2 separate regions of the Gossypium hirsutum genome follow, and region 2 is linked to region 1. The links are chromatin contacts, called in public Hi-C maps. All regions are on one chromosome and are shown on one strand. The core of a region is the stretch at or near the end of the contact, and the rest is flanking DNA. Distances in the headings are between cores, read along the strand shown. Region 1 holds the start of LOC107953293 (nucleobase-ascorbate transporter 12). Region 2 has its middle 5.1 kb from the start of LOC107953290.

Region 1 (3,380 bases), core at 313-2,812:
TCCCTATTTTTTTCTCTTCAACAGGACAATCTCAATAATTTTTTTTCACTCCCCGTTCTATCAAACCCCAATGTGCATCCACGACTAGTATATATAGCCTATTGGTGCCAATAAAGAAAAAACCGACACCAAAAAAAAGTTTTTTACTGGGATGCCAACCACTAGAAACATGGGATCAAAAATAAAAAAATAACCGACAATGGGTGCATGCACATAAAAATATAGAAAAAAAATTATTTTTTCCTAAGTGCCGGCCACTAGAAACATGAGATCAAAATTTACTTTTACCTGGCATGGGTGCTAGCCACCACAGTGCCGACCACGTGTGTGTAAGCCGACACCTAATAAAAATTATTTTTGTTTGAATTGGAGAATACAAATACATATAAGTGTCAACCATTACAATGACGGCACCAAAAAAATTATTTTTTTAAACCCTCATGCAATCAGAAGATAATGATTGGGGATGATTGACTTGGGTTTCGGCTATGGGGGTGTCGACATCGTCCGGCACTGTTTATTTTAGGTCATTCCCGTCATTGTTTTTAAAGTTGGGCCATTCTTATAAATATTTAATTTTTTGTGCTAGCTGGTTAAAAAAGCTTATTATAAAATGAAATAATTATTTCAAATATAATTATTATATTTATATGTGAAATATTATAAATACACATATAAAAATATATAATGCTAAAATTTGCTACACTCATGATAAGGATTGAAAAATAAATATTACACATATAAAAATGGTAATTACTAAAAATAATGATATTTATAATAATTATTTGATTTTATAAATAAAAGAGTTATTAATTAAAAAGATAAATAAAAAATAAAAAATTTGAAACAACATGAAATAAAAATTACAAATGTTTTCAAAAGATGAATTGAACCTAGGAGTAAAGGATAAAATCAATATTATTTAATCATTTAACCAATAGAGTTAATATATTAAAAATATTAATTAAAAATAAAAAAAATATTTAAAAAATAAAATAAAAAATATAAATATGAGCAAAAGAGGAATTGAACCTGAGATTAAGGATAAAATCACTAATATTTAATTATCTGACAAAAAACTAATGATATTAAAAGAGTAAAAAAAATACGGGTTAAAAGTTGGGTTGAGCTTTTTTACCAACTATGCAGGGAACGTATCTAGTTAGACTTGTTTTCACATACGCTCTTTAAAAACAATCTATTTCTCTAAATTTTTCAAAAAAAAAGAGAGAAAGATTTATCCAATTAAATTCTTTTCATATATGGTGTATTTTATTTTATTAAATATATATATAATATTTGGCTATAAAAGAGTTTAGTTGGCCGTTAATAAACATGGTTTTAAACAAACTCTAAAATATCTTACAGTAATTATTAAAATATCCCTATTATATCGGGGAAAGTTAGATTCGGCAAATTTAAACACGAGACATATAAATGTTTAATACTAATATAAAATTGTAAAATAATTTATTAATAATAATAATAATAATAATAAATGTAGTACCTAATAATAAACGGATAATTTAAAAAACCAAACACCGTTAAAAGAAACTGTAGGAAAAAGAACGCGGTTTTGGCTTGGCTCCATCCACCACAGTCTCTGTTGTCTTTTGTCATTTTACTCTTTTCAATTTTCTTTACTCCACTTCACCAAACAGTTCCCCCTTCTCTCACTTCCTCACTCCCTCACTCTCCCACTTCCCCTTGTTATTATCTCTCTTTTATCTGTACTAAAATGTCTAAAGTTAGCTCATTTTCTTCCTTTCTCTTACTACAAACCCAACAGAAACTTCTCTTCTTCTAGTCTTTGAAAACCTCTTCAAAAACCCTAAAAAAATCACTGCCTTTTGAGCTCCTTTTTGGAACCCCAGATCTGTATTATTCATCTACAAGCTTAAAAGCTATGACCCACTAAGAGATTTTGCTCTTCTTTCTTTTCTAATGTCGAGTTCTGACCCCAAAACCCGACCCAAACCTGTAACACGGCCTCCTGCTCCCGTTCCACCTTCATCTTGGGCAAAGAGAACTGGGTTTAAGCCTAAATTCTCCGGGGAAACAAATGCAAGTGACTCCGGTCAAATAGCTTTGCCTCCGAGGTCTAGAGAGAATGAGAACCAACCTGATCTTGAAGCGGGTCGGGCTCGGCCAGTACCACCGGTTGTGAATGGGGAGCAGCCGGTGAGTGAGAAGGGTCCAGCAGAGAAGGATCAGTCGGTGAAGAAGAGGAGGGAGGCGGATGGGACGAATAAAGGGAGCTCAGCTGCCGCTGCTAACGGACATACAGTTAATAATGGGGCGGCGCCACAGCCGCAGCAGCCGACTAGGAGGCCTTCTAGGAATGAGGATGTGGTGGATGTATTGCCACAGAATGTAGATGATGAAGGCTTCGTTGGAAGGCACTCACATATGAAATATGAGCTTAGAGATACTCCTGGTCTTGGTAATTTTCTCTCTTACTTTTCACTTTTGTTTTCTTTTAAAGCCGGGGGAGAATGAACGACTTGTTTGTTGAAATGGGTGTTTGTGATTCTTTTTACAAGTGTGGCTTGTTTGTTGTCGTTGTTGTTTTTTTCCCTCTCCACGTTACCTGAAAGTAAAAGATCCTTACCTTTTTAATTTTTTTTATTTAGTCTTTGAGGTTTTGCTTGTATATACTGTCATATTTGTCTGAATTGACAACTGAAATAGGCTATACTTATTTATTTAATTTTTGGAATATTACTTGTTTATTTATTGATTTATTTTCTATTTGGAGTGAAAATTCTGTGCTTTTATTGATTAGTGGTTATACTTATTTGTATGATTTATTGCTAGCTTTCTTTTTGTAGGTTTATTAGCCGTTTTGGGTGTGGCCTATGTGCTCTTTGTTTCATTTTACTGATAAAATTATTGATAATTTTGATGTATCATTGCTTGTAAATTTGTGATAAGACTGTTGATTTGGTACGAAACTAAGAAATTCTTTTATATGTATTTATGTTCATTTCGAATGGGTAAGAACATTTTATGTTTTTTCGAAATAGATTAGAGGCTATTACAACTTTACAAGAATGCGTTTTTGGTGATTTGATAATAATTATGTTTTAACTGTTTCATTTTTTTTCTTTTTCAGTTCCTATTGGTCTTTATGGATTCCAGCACTATCTTTCTATGTTGGGTTCATTGATTCTTATTCCACTCGTAATAGTCCCTGCAATGGGTGGCACTTATGTGAGTGGTTAAATTATGTTTTATTTCAATTTGAAGCGCATTTGTCTGGGAATGTAGACTGTGAGCTGCTTGATCTGATTGGATTAGTGGTTGTAGGAGGATACTGCAAATGTGGTGTCGACGGTGCTCTTTGTGTCTGGAGTGACCACACTATTGCATTCCTTCTT
Region 2 (3,380 bases), core at 627-3,126, 64 kb before region 1:
AAATTAATTAACAATAAAGTAGTGTGACTAATTTAAATAGAGCCTGACGTTGTTTTTGTTACATTTTTAATAAAATAATATATCATACAACTTGAGTTTTTTCTTTCCCCAAAATTATACAATTTGAGTTTACTCACTATGATTCATAAAACTATTTTTAAGTCATAAAAATAAATTTGGAATCTTACTTTATGTAATTTTTGGAAATATTTAAAAAGAACATGTGATTACACCCACAATTAAGAGCTCCAAGTCAGGATTAAGAGGATTTCAAAGTAAATGAATAAAGAACTGCCTATTTACATATCCAAAAAAGAATAAATAAATAAGTAAAGAGTAAAGTTGAAGCATTGTATACCTAAAAGAAAAAAAAAACCCATGATTTGAATGCTTGAAAAAAGCTTAAAAGGGAATAAAAAGGAAAATAAAATAACCTAAATTAACGAGACAGTAAAAGAAAATATGAATTCTCTCTGTGATATTACCGACCCTGGGGAATCCACTGTGGAGGAGATGATACCCAAGAAAGTTAGGTTCAAGGACAAGAAGGATGGGATGAGCAATGACATGGTGGTCGAGATGATCTCCGACCAGCCTACTTCTTGGAGAGACATGCTTGTCGGTCACTCCTCAAATGATGGATTTAACAACTCGGGTGAAAAGGACACCATTGATATTGTAGAAGGAGACATACAGAAATCTGTTGTGAATGGCGTGCCTTCTATCACTTTCTCAGATCGGATCCATCAAATCTTCATTCAAGGTATGGATAATACTGTGATTTTAAAGCTCTTAGGTCATAACATTGATTTTTTAGTTTTACAGAACAAGATTTACAACATGTGGAGACCCTCAACCCCTATTCACATGATGGACATTTGAAAATGGCTACTTTCTGGTCAAATTTCAGAATAAATTAGACTGTGAAAAGGCTCTCTCTGAAGGTCCGTGGACTATATTCGGCCAATATTTGACTGTTCAGACTTGGACGATGGCTTTCGATCCTACACAAGCTTACCCAAGTGTAGTGATGGCATGGATTAGATTCCCTACGCTTCTTAGTTATCTCTACAACCGTAAAATAATTACTGAAATTGGTGAACTTGTGGGCAAAGTTGTCAAATTAGCATGAACACCGATAGCAGGACGAGGGGAAGATTCGCTAGATTAGTCGTTTATGTCAACATAGAAGAGCCTTTGGTGTCTCAAATCTTGATTAATGGCCGAAATTAGAAGGTTGAATATGAATCCCTGTCCACAATCTATTTTCACTGTGGATGGTACGGGCATGTTGAAAACATTTGCAATTTCAAATCTACTGAATCCATGGCTGAGGGAAACAGGGGCTCGCCTAAGGCGGAACCAGAGATTCAAAATTTGAACGTTGAAGAACCGGAGAAGAAAGATGGAAATTTCGGACCGTGGATGATTGTAGAGAGGAAATCTAAGCGCAAGCCACGAGATAGTCAACAAAAATTATCCGAATTTTATGAGAAAGACAAAGAAGGTTCTCGATTCAGTAGTTCGAAGAATATAGAAATGCAAGATAGGGAGATGGCTGATTTCTGAAAAATTAAAGGGAAAGACATTTTAATTGAAGATCAACGAAGAAAAAACTCGGGGGTTCAATTTAATGGGCATGCAGATATTAATAAGAAAAATAGCAAAGGTAAATCCCAGGAGAAGAGTTCCAAAATTGGGTTTGGCCCGATTAGCATAAGGGATAAAACTCCAATTCTAGGTCCTAAATCGGCCCACACCAATAAAACAGAAAAGAATGTTGATAAGCTATCAAATGGATTGGGCCTAGAAGCTTACTCTTCTATCCAGGCCTGTAATTCTTTAGACCGTTCTGTTCAAGAAGAAAGGAGGATATAGGACGCTGTCAGTAATGGCAGTAGTGACCGATCCCTAATAGTGGCAAAAATTGGAACTGAGCGGGCCAACGTTGGAGAATCTTTACACACCGAAAGGGAGTCTGTTATGCACCAAATGGCCTCGAAGTTAAAGGTGGTTGACAGAGGTGAAGGGTCGGTCGACGTAGGGAACCTTGATTCCGGCAAGCACTCGGCAGTCGTTTTCTTCGACAACAAAGAGTCTCAGCCCTTAAATGGCTCCTTGCCTCCGGTAGGGAATTTTGAATCGGGAAAAGGCCTGAAAATCAGAGGCAAAAACAGTAACCAAAATAAAAGCTTACATGGTAGCAATATTCATTTTAAAAATTCTAGTTACTACCGTGTTTCCCTAAAAAAAATCCATGGAACAGTTGACTGAAAGTATTTCGGTCATTGCCAAGGAGAATGATTCTGGAAGTTTTTCCGAAATTGATGAGAAGTTGGAGGGGTTCAATACCCCTAAGCAGTAAGGCTGGTTTTGTTTGTTTTTTTTTTAGGGTTTAATCCTTTTAATTTTATTACGTAAACTTTGATTTTTTTAGTTGCTTTGACCTTTATTTTATTTTATTTTATTTCTTATTTTGATGGAACCTAATCTAAAAATTTTCTCATGGAACTGTCAAAGTTGTGCTAATAGAAAATTTATCCGAGCCTTTCGTGAATATAACTCGGAGCATAGTCCAGATATTGTTTGTCTGGTTGAACCGAAAGTAAATGGTAAAAAAGCCAATTCTGTTATAGAGCAATTGGGTTTCAATTCATCCCATCGTGTTGAAGTAGTTAGCTTTTCAGGTGGTAACTGGATGGGATGGAAGGATTCTATTCGAATTCAAATTATTTCTAGTCACCCACAATTTATTTTTCTTCGCATCAATAATTTTATTTTCAATAAGCCTCTTTTTATTTCTTTTGTTTATGGTAGCCTTAACAGGTTGAAACGTAAGCTTCTTTGGGAAGGATTACAATCTATCGCTCCTAACCATTCTATCCCTTGGCTTATCCTGGGAGATTTTAACACTATACTATCTCCCTCTGAAAAGAGAAGTCCATTCAATATAGGTGAACGTTGTAATTTTTTTGGTAATTTTGTTGACTCTTGTGCTCTGCAGGACTTAGGCTTTAGTGGACCTTCCTTCACTTGGCAACGAGGTGGCACATTTTTAAGATTAGATCGAGCACTTGCAAATGATGATTGGATGTCAACGTTTCCGCAATGCTTGGTTCAGCACCTTACTCACATTAAGTCAGATCATCTACCGCTTTTGCTTTCCACTAGCCCAAAGTTTGGTGTTTTTAAAAGAAGATCATTCAAATTCCTAGCAGGGTGGCATAGCACATTTCCCACCTTTGTTAAAGAAGAATGGAATTATACATGTAACATGGTTGATTCTCTTAATAATTTTACTTCTTTTGTTAAAACTTAGAACAGGAATGTGTATGGTTTCTTGGGAGCACGCAAGCGGATTCTTAAGCGATCCCTTAACA

What was found. Hi-C and Micro-C count contacts between places; a contact is called where the count stands out from the background.
Region 2: a Hi-C map of hypocotyl shows a contact between it and region 1, with 2.7 times the contacts expected there. The contact joins the enhancer-like site here to the promoter of LOC107953293 in region 1. A contact is called at or near these places in 6 of 34 Hi-C or Micro-C datasets (callus, hypocotyl, leaf and 1 more).

What each region holds. Positions count from the first base shown.
Region 1 is chrA07:19,831,293-19,834,672 of Gossypium_hirsutum_v2.1, reverse strand. LOC107953293 (nucleobase-ascorbate transporter 12) reads left to right here and starts at 1,562. Exons shown (of 10, transcript XM_016888543.2): 1 at 1,562-2,443; 2 at 3,116-3,213; 3 at 3,310-3,380. The coding sequence starts at 1,945.
Region 2 is chrA07:19,895,132-19,898,511 of Gossypium_hirsutum_v2.1, reverse strand. No RefSeq gene overlaps it. Among protein-coding and RNA genes, the nearest start is that of LOC107953290, 5.1 kb to the left of the region's middle. Within about 2 kb of position 1,876, at least 9 of the 9 cell types and tissues checked have an H3K27ac peak or open chromatin away from gene starts, as enhancers often do. A contact at or near this core is called in hypocotyl and leaf, where this site is marked.